Regions from separate parts of the Triticum aestivum genome. Here region 2 is linked to region 1. A link is a contact called in public Hi-C data. All regions are on one chromosome and are shown on one strand. Each heading gives the region's core, a stretch centred on a gene start, on an enhancer-like site or on the middle of the called end of the contact. The rest is flanking DNA. Distances are from core to core; before and after follow the strand shown. Region 1 holds the start of LOC123138359 (galactoside 2-alpha-L-fucosyltransferase). Region 2 holds the start of LOC123138362 (actin cytoskeleton-regulatory complex protein PAN1).

Region 1 (4,674 bases), core at 969-3,468:
TGATTAAGAATTACAATGAAATCTTCTGAAAACACCTTCTTTGCGGTATCATCCCTGCTCGAAGAAATACTGCGAAGACTTCGGTAAAGAGGCCGCAATTGGACTGAAGCAACAATGTTGTCACTCTTTCATCCGCACGAACATTACTAACAATGGTTTTTGAAAGTGCCTTGAGTCGTCCATCCAAAAAGATGGGAAGCCTTGATCGATGAACTTACTTGGGCCAGGGTTGATCCCCTAGAAGTGCAGGTTGTCGAATCACTATATCTTCACAACAGTGACGATGAAAGATTTCACCTCCACAAAAAATCAGACCAACACAAAAAGCTTGACACAACAACATAAACTCATCAGATCCAAATAATCGGACCAGCGAGGGCAGAAAATTCTCTGACCTCATGGCTCCTTAATTGCTTCCAATAATCCATGCGAAGAGCTTTGCTGATTGATTTCATGAATTGAGACTTCATTTCTTTCTCATAATAAAGTTATAAGTTCTACAACTGTGCCTTCAGGAAGTGTACTGTAGGAAGGGGAAGCCCGACACCTCGACGTGGGACGCCCAGTGCACCGGCGTCGCCCGAGACGAACCAACCGGCTCCACCATGCAAAGCCGCATCGGCCGGCACGCTCGCCTCATCTCATCAACCGCCCAACTCGGCGAGCCGCGCGCGCCCGGTGCCCTGCACAGGAGCCCCGGCACGGCACCTCACCCTGCGGCCGCGCCACAAAAAGCAGGAGCCAGACCACGGAAAGCCACGCCGAGGCACCCGCCCAGTGACCACCGATAGCGCCGCACCGACGACGACCGATGCCGTCGGCTCGATCACATCGTTTCTCACCGTTTTCTCCACCTGAAACGCAACACAACAGAAAAATTCACGAGTTTGAAAAATAAATAAATCATAAAAACTAAAAATGTTTCAAAATAAAATGAATAAAATAAAAAATAAAACAATTCACCAAAATTCAGACTAAAAACAGACAGAAACAAAACAGAAAAAAACAGGCCCGAAAAAACCACGATAAGAACCAAACTATCACTATAGTTCTATCTGGGCCGCCCATTTTCGGTCGGGGATGTGCGCCGCGTAGGGATTAGCCTGGATTTGGCACCTATGGGATTCGACCTAGTGCGTGCCCTTTCTATTCCTTTTCCACCGGTTTTGGAAAAGTTCTATAACCGCCATTTTACCATTTTTCTTTTTATGTGTTTTCTTTGATGGTTTATCAGTTTTCTTCGAAATCTTTTATTTTTATTTTTCTATTTTACATTTTTTAATCTGTAAACATTTCTGAAATCCAAAAAACAAAAACAAAAAGTTAACATTTCTTGAACTCGCGGACAACTTTTAAATTAATGAATATTTGTGGAAATTCGTTTTTTTAATTGACAAAAATTAAAATTCATGAACATATTTTCAATTAGTATAAATGTTTTGAATTCATATTTTTTCTCTTATTTTATTTATTTTTTATAAATTCGCCACTATTTTTTGAAATTTGGGAACATTTTTACTTCATGAATGTTTTTATTTAAATTCGGTAAATAAATAAAATGTACTAATATTCTTGAAATTTCAAAAGTGTTTATAAAATTTATAAATTGTTTTTCACAGAACATCAAACGAAATATATAGAAGTTGGATGAAAAAACCAGATTCTCTTGAAAGCACATATTCTTTTCCATTTCCGAGAAGAACAAATGTGCTTTTCGCGTAAACAAACATGTGCTTTCCATGCGAAGACCTTTGCTAATTGATTTCATGAACCGGGCCTTCATTTCTTGCTCACAAAGTTGTATGTTGTGTAACTGGGCCTTCAGGAAGTGTACTGCAGGAAGGGGAAGCACGACACCTCGGCGTGGGACGCCCAGTGCACCGGCGTCACCCGAGACGAACCAACCGGCTCCACCATGCAAAGCCGCATCGGCCGGCACGGTCGCCTCATCAACCGCCCAACTCGGCGAGCCGCGCGCGCCCGGTACCCCGCACAGGAGCCCCGGCACGGCCACCGCGCCACAAAAAGCAGGAGCCAGACCGCGAAAAAGCCACGCCGAGGCGCCCGCCCAGTGACCACCGACAGAGCCGCACCGACGACGACCGACGCCGTCGGCTCGATCACATCGTTTCTCACCGTTTTTCCCACCTGAACTGAAACGCATCGCATCGCATCGAAGGTTCAAAACCCCTGCGCGTGCGGCCCCCACTCCGCCCGTGCCCACCCCCTCCCCTACTAGTACATCAACCCCGGTCGCGGTCGCGCCACGAGAGACGTAGGCAGCGCCCATCTTTTGACGCCGCCTGTGCCTTTTTCCGGCGGAAGGCAGGCAGGCAGAAGAACCCCGGGACACGGCCCGCATGGACATCAAGGAGCGGATCCGCCGCACGCCGCGGGAGGAGGAGGCGCCCGCGGAGGCGTCTCCGCGCGGGAGGAAGGGCGGCGCGGCGATGCTGCTGCTGCGGTGGTCCCTGCCGGCCGCGGCGCTCGTCGTCTGCGCCGTCCTCCTCCTCATGCTCGCCGGGGGCTCCGCCGCGCGGAGGGGCCATCTCCTCGACGCTGATCCCTCCGGGCGCGATGACCTGCGCCTCGTCCGTCCGCGAGATGGTACGTACGTGAGACACATACCACGGATACGCCTGCGCCCGTAACGCAAGTTTCCATTTTTGAGTTCGGCTGCCGCTAGGACCACGGCTTTTGTTCGAACCCTGAATTCTCGGACTTGTACATTCAGGGTGCCAAGCATGGCGCCTTTAATGTCTGGGCTCCATGACTTTCTTCGCTGGGCTGATACTCCCTCTTCTCTTTTGACATGTGCGCTGATACTCCCTAGTTATTGCAAGCGAGTTTTTTTTTTTCCAGTATTTTTTGTGTCAGTTTAGCTCTTAAACTTTAAAATGTTGCAAGTTGCTAGGTTTTGGTACGTTTGATGTTTACTGATATTTACCGTCGGTGATGGTAATTGTCAGTGACTAGCCACAACGTTCTTCAGATCACAATGTGCAGTATGAGCGCAGTGAACACTATTGCCTACAGAATGCTGGGGTTCTGAATGCCGCCCCGAGCTCTCGTTACATGTGTATTTTTTTTTGTACTAATTGCTAAATTTCCTTGTATACCGTGATATCCATAGCATATGAGCATTGATGCTAAATTACTTTACCATCATTTGCCATGGTAAACAGGGTCAGCTTTGTCTAGTTTATGTTTCATGCGACTGTTGTTCCGTGCCTTGTCTTGTTTATGCACTGCATTGTTCTATCCTTGTCATCCGCATTTACTGACTGACTTGAGTAATCCGCGCCTACCTCAGGCATCAATGACACTTGACCAAAAGATGAACATTTTGTTTTCATTTTTCTTCTGCAGATTGAAGCATAACTCTTATGTTCTGTACATGAATTCTGATACAATGTTTTTCTGTTGTTGTGTTTTCAGAAGACGGCACCTCAGGATCTCCGGAAGTTGTCAAGGACAAATTACTTGGAGGCTTGCTAGCTCCTGGTTTTGATGAACAATCTTGCCTAAGTAGATACCAATCAGTACTGTATCGTCGAATATCGCCCCACTTTCCATCTACCTACCTCTTGGAAAGATTAAGGGAACAAGAGGCCCTCCAGAAAAAGTGTGGTCCACGTACTGAATTATACATGAAAGCTGTTGAGCAGCTTAAGTCTGGTCAGGATATTAAGGTTATGGACTGCAACTATCTGGTCTGGACAGCTTACAGTGGTCTCGGGAACAGGATCTTGACAATCGCCTCGGCATTTCTGTATGCAATCCTTACAAACAGAGTCTTACTTGTCGACGGAGACAAAGGCACCGCAGATCTCTTCTGCGAACCATTTCCTGAAACTTCATGGTTGCTACCGTCAGATTTCCCCATTAAGCAGTTCAAGAACTTCAGTGTTGTCTCTCCTGAGAGTTACGGAAACAAGCTGAAGAGTAAAGTTGTTCATCGTAGCCCTGCTTTTGTCTATCTTCATTTGGCTCATGACTATAGTGACTATGATAAGCTTTTCTTCTGTGAAGATAATCAGCAGTATCTCCAAACAATCCCATGGCTGATCCTGAAATCAGATAATTACTTTGTACCTTCACTTTTCCTGATCCCGGCATACCAAGAGGAACTCATGAGGCTTTTCCCCCAGAGAGATGCTGTTTTCCATCACTTGGGACGTTACTTGTTTCACCCCAGCAATGCCGTCTGGGGCATGATTACAAGATACTATGATTCTTATCTTGCCAGAGCTGATGAAAAGTTGGGTATCCAGATCAGAGTCTTCGACACCGAAACTGGTCCGTTTCAGCATGTCCTGGATCAGGTCCTTGCATGTACATTCAAGGAACACTTGTTGCCAGAGGTTAACACTCAAGAGCCAATTGTCTCACCAAGGAAGGCCAAGTCGAAAGCTGTTCTAGTTACTTCTTTAAACTCAGGATACTACGAAGAATTCAGAAACATGTACTGGGAACATCCTACGGCAAATGGCGAGACAATTAGCTTCCACCAGCCAAGTCACGAGGAACATCAAGACTCAGACAAGAAAATGCACAACAGGAAAGCCTGGGCAGAGATATACCTGTTAAGCTTATCTGATGTCATGGTGACCAGTGCATGGTCAACTTTTGGGTATGTTGCCCAGGGGCTCAGTGGTTTGAAGCCATGGCTTC
Region 2 (4,674 bases), core at 1,515-4,014, 320 kb before region 1:
TTTGCTCAGGCCTCCAAGGGAACAGTATCCGAAAGAACTGCTTGTGTACAATCGAATCAGTGCTTTCTTTATATTATTTTTCATAATAAACCAAGTCAATTTAATAATTGAAAAAATAATACTCCCTCTGTATACTAATATAAGACGTTTTAGCTCACTATTTACTGGCCTAGGGATTATATTACTAGATAACACACTCACGTTTTATAGCCCAGAATCAACATACAGTAAGGAAATGCTCTTGCTAAAGTCTACATATCTAGCTAATGCGATAATGAGTGCAGAAACTACAGCAGCCAAAGTGTAAAGGTGGCGCCGGTTTTAGAGACTTCAGAATGTTCAATCAAGCCCTCCTTGCTCGCCAAGCTTGGAGGCTACTGACTAGGCCGGACAGCTTGTGTGCACAACTGTTGAAGAGCAAATATTATCCGAATGGGAAGTTGGAAAATACTGCATTCGCAGGGAATGGGTCTTCAACGTGGACAGCAATCAGTTATGGTCTTGAATTGCTAAAGAAGGGCTTAATCTGGAGAGTTGGAGACGGGAAAAGTATTAGAATTTGGAGGGATAGTTGGATCCCTAGGCCCTTTTCATATAAGCCAATTTCTGTTCAGGGGCGGTGCAGAATTCGCTATGTTTCTCAGCTGCTGAATGACAATGGGTCGTGGAATGTTAACACACTGCATTCAGCCTTCTTACCATGTGACATATCAGAAATATTGAAAATCAAAGCTTCACCTAGACCAGGTGAAGATGTGATCGCTTGGGGGCCGGCTAGAAGTGGTACTTTTTCAGTCAAGTCGGCGTATAATCTTGCCTTTGAAGAATCTTGCAGATCGACAGCTCAAGCATCTAGCTCAGCACCGGATGGACGGCGTAGTTGCTGGCAGATTATAATTATTTGGAAAAGCCATGTGCCTCCTACTGTCAAGAATTTTGCATGGCGTGCATCGGTGGACTCTCTCCCTACTTGGCAGAACAAATATAAACGGGGTCTTGAGTTATCAGGGACATGCCCTGTTTGTAATCGAGAAACGGAAGACACTTTCCATGCTCTCTGCTGCTGTCCCTTAGCTGTGCAAATGTGGAAGTGCATGCAATTGAATTGGCGGCTGCCGAATCTGGAAGAGGTTCAAAACACAGGAAGGGAGTGGCTGCTGAATGTGCTCCATCCTTTGCCTGAGATTGATAGGTGCATGCTCTTAATGACCCTCTGGCGGGTGTGGCACAACCGAAATGAAGTGACCCATGATAAGGTCCCTCCTTCGTTGAAGGTGTCAAGGAGCTTTGTGGTTAGTTATGTGGACTCATTGGTGACTCTCAAAAACTCAGATTGCGACCAAAACAAGGGGAAGCATACTATCTCGTATGAGCATCTGTCCAACTGTACACACACTGCCACGGCTGCAGTTCCTGATGTCAAATGGACAAAGCTTAACATCGACGGGTCTTGGACTACTGATGACCGAGCAGGTGCCGGAATGGTTCTTCGCGATAGTACTGGGAGCATTATTTTCTCTTCATGCAGATGCAGAGTACTTTTCTCTTGCAGGAATGCTCTTGAATCTGAACTTTCTGCTTGTATGGAAGGTTTATCTATCGCTTTACAGAGAACTGATCTTCCAATACAGGTGGAGATGGATTCTTTGGAGGCAGTAAATATGATCAATGATGATAACACGAACAGATCCATTTTTGCTACTTTGGTGCGTGAGATTAAGCTATTAAGGGAACTCCGTGAGACCACCTTTATGCACATTAAGCGTAGTCAAAATAGTGTTTGTGATTTCTTAGCAAAGTTTGCTACAAGTGAAGAAAGAACCGTTGTTTGGTTAAACTCTGGCCTGTCAGAGGTTATTGAACTTTGTAATTCAGACTGTAGCCTTGCTACAACTTGATCAATAGAATTTTCACCCGCAAAAAAAAAAAGATAATGAGTTCATGAAGGAAGTGCTGCGATCTGTAAAGAAGGTCGAGCTGAGCTCAAGCAAGCAATCAATGGGGAAAATGCTATATTTAAAAAAAAAGTGAAATCAAGATTTGACGCCATTGCACCATTGGACGGAAAAATCGACTTAGACCGAAATAAAATCAAAATCTTTTATGCAAATCGAAGTGGGGAGTGTCAAATGCTGCTAAACAACGAACATCTTTTGAGGCGATTAGGGAGAATCTATAGCGCCGCCATCCTAAGCAGGATTGTTCTTTGAAAGACGCTAGAAAATAAATTCGTCGGGCAAGCCATCTCCTAACGGCCGGGGAGTCGATCGGGGTCTCCAGCAAAATCCTGGAGCCCACCCCGACGGTCCAACCCCCCCACCCACCCCCGCAAGAGTCAAAGAAACGGGAGCCCAAGAGGCGGATGCGCACCTGATCGTCTTGGCGCGCGGGGCGGCCCGCTCGACGGAGAAGCCGGCGCCGGCGAGCGCGCCGCGGAAGTAGAGGTCGTCGTAGTGCCGGAACAGCTCCTGCAAGCCCGGGTTCTCGTCCTCGGCCTCCGGATCCTGCCCCGCCTCCATGGCCTCCCCCGCCTCACAAGCCCACGCCTCAGGCGAGCGCCGGCGGCAGCTTCGCGGGCAAGGATAGATGAAGCGGCACTGCGGCAGCAGCAAGATCTCTCCCTCCCTCCCTCTCTCCTCTCCTCAGGCGAGCGGCGGCGGCAAGGAGAACCCGCGAGGGGGAAAGGGGTGCGGGGGGATTGGGGTTTTAAGGCCTCCGCTGCCCCGTGCATGAAAGAATGGCGAGTGAGAGTGAGTGAGAGAGAGAGAGAGAGGGGGTAGAGTAGGAGCCTAGGAGAGGTGCGTCGTGGGAGTGTCAGCGATGCTGACGCGCGGGCCCGCGTGGAGACGCTGGTTCCGCGTGGGCGCTGCTGTACGGACACTCGTGCGTGTGGAAGAGAGGCGCAGAGGGGGACGCTCTGGAGGCGCTGCGTGGGCGGACGGCTGGGATGCCGCGACGCTTGGCGTGGGCGCGGCCTGAGCCGCCGGATTGAAAAGGAAAGGTCACGCGCGGACTTGACTTGGCCTAGCATGTGGGTGGGTGGGCCCGCGCCCGGCGGGAGCTACAGGAGTAGGACTCGACGTGGGAATGAAAAGGGGCAAAGGCGCTTCCGCAGAAAGGACTGGAAGCGCATACCAGAAGTGCGCAACTTCTTTTTTACTGTGCCAATCCTGTTCAACTTTTGTTTCTACCGCGTACTAGCGTTGAAAGCAAAACTTTTATCTTTACTGCGCTCACGCTTGGATTTAGTGGATTTTACTGGATTCTCGTAGCGAGCTCGGTTCCCGAGGGATGGTTTTATCTGGCCCGTTTGGAGCAGAGGGGAAAAGCACCGATGGAATTTATTCCAAGCACTGTTTCTGCCACAGGGTTCCGCAGGAAACCGGAAAAATCCACCCGAACCTGTGCCGCACTGCGTACGGAGGAGGCGGAGATGCTCAGGCCGACTCGAGCTCGGCCGACAAAAATGTTTCTTTCTTCCATATGGTCTTTTTAATCAATCAAGAAACCGGAGCAAAACCACAAGCTAGTTTCTTCCTCGCAACTGAAATTTTACATTGTAAACGAATATGACCACCTTTGAGATAGAAATGAAGACGAGAACAAGTATCACATGATCGAGAACGTTGCTACATGCACGACAATGGCTGCGCGTTTTTTGCACCACAACTCAACTCGGCCTTCCATCGTGTGTGTTGGAACATGGTTGTTGCATCACATGTCCTCTGACAATCAGGTTCAAGGAGTCGTGTGTGAAATAGTTTCACATGATTAAGTGATGATATTTAGGCTTTGTCTCTATTGTCCCCCGCGTCGCTCCCGTGCGAGCGGCTCGGGCGGAAAAGCAACCCTAGCTGCGGCGCAGAATCCTTCCTCTCCTCTCCGCCGCTGTCGGAGGAAGTTGCAGGGCGAAGCCTCTGCGGCCGACGGCGGCGGAGGAGACCTTGCTCGCGTCGTGGGAAGGCCTCGAGCACGACAGAGCCCTCCCTCGGTGACCGCGGCAGCGTTTTCGTGTGGGTCTCGTTCTGGCACAACCAGCTCTGGCGACCTGCATCTCGTCCGTGCCGTGGCTTGGCCGCTCGAGCACGGCGTTGGGGTGGTGGAGCGGCGCAACGGATGACCCGGGTTTGATCGGAGACTGCCCTGTTGCGGCGCAGGCGGTCTAGATCCACCTGGATCTGGTCTTTGGTGGTCCGCGCCGGGTGTTGGGGATGTTGCGCTCAGCTGCTTCTGGTCCCGCTGTGTGACGGGCTACCAGGACAGGCGCTACTCAGATCTGGCATTTCTCTAGCTCGGGTCAACCATGTCTCACGCCATGGCCTTGCCGACGTCCAACTCGGAGCTCCGGTGGCTGCTGCTCGATGGCGTGGTGGTGGCACGTCTCGGGAGGATCAGCTCTGCGCGGCAGGTGGGATGTGGCTGCTGGAGGTTGTGTTCGTGCGCAACTCATCACACTCAGCCGTCCGTCGAGTGGTTGTCGGATCAACCGTGGCGAAAGCCATGCTCCATCGGGAGCCGGCGACGGCGACGCCCATGGGCACCGCTAACCTCCTTGGAGGCGTCATCGCTAGGTTGTTTCCTCCTCGTCATCGGACCCCGGAGTGGTTTGATTCTCCAATCGGAAGCCGGGTTAGCGGGGTGTGATCCTCTCTGGACCACCTCGTTCCTGTATGA

What was found. Hi-C and Micro-C count contacts between places; a contact is called where the count stands out from the background.
Region 2: a Hi-C map of leaf shows a contact between it and region 1, with 3 times the contacts expected there. The contact joins the promoter of LOC123138362 here to the promoter of LOC123138359 in region 1. A contact is called at or near these places in 2 of 5 Hi-C or Micro-C datasets (both in leaf).

The regions. Positions count from the first base shown.
Region 1 is chr6B:623,999,589-624,004,262 of IWGSC CS RefSeq v2.1, reverse strand. LOC123138359 (galactoside 2-alpha-L-fucosyltransferase) reads left to right here and starts at 2,218. Exons shown (of 2, transcript XM_044558323.1): 1 at 2,218-2,607; 2 at 3,439-4,674. The coding sequence starts at 2,361.
Region 2 is chr6B:624,320,233-624,324,906 of IWGSC CS RefSeq v2.1, reverse strand. It overlaps LOC123138362 (actin cytoskeleton-regulatory complex protein PAN1), which reads right to left and starts at 2,764. Exons shown (of 7, transcript XM_044558325.1): 1 at 2,371-2,764; 2 at 1-37. The coding sequence starts at 2,519.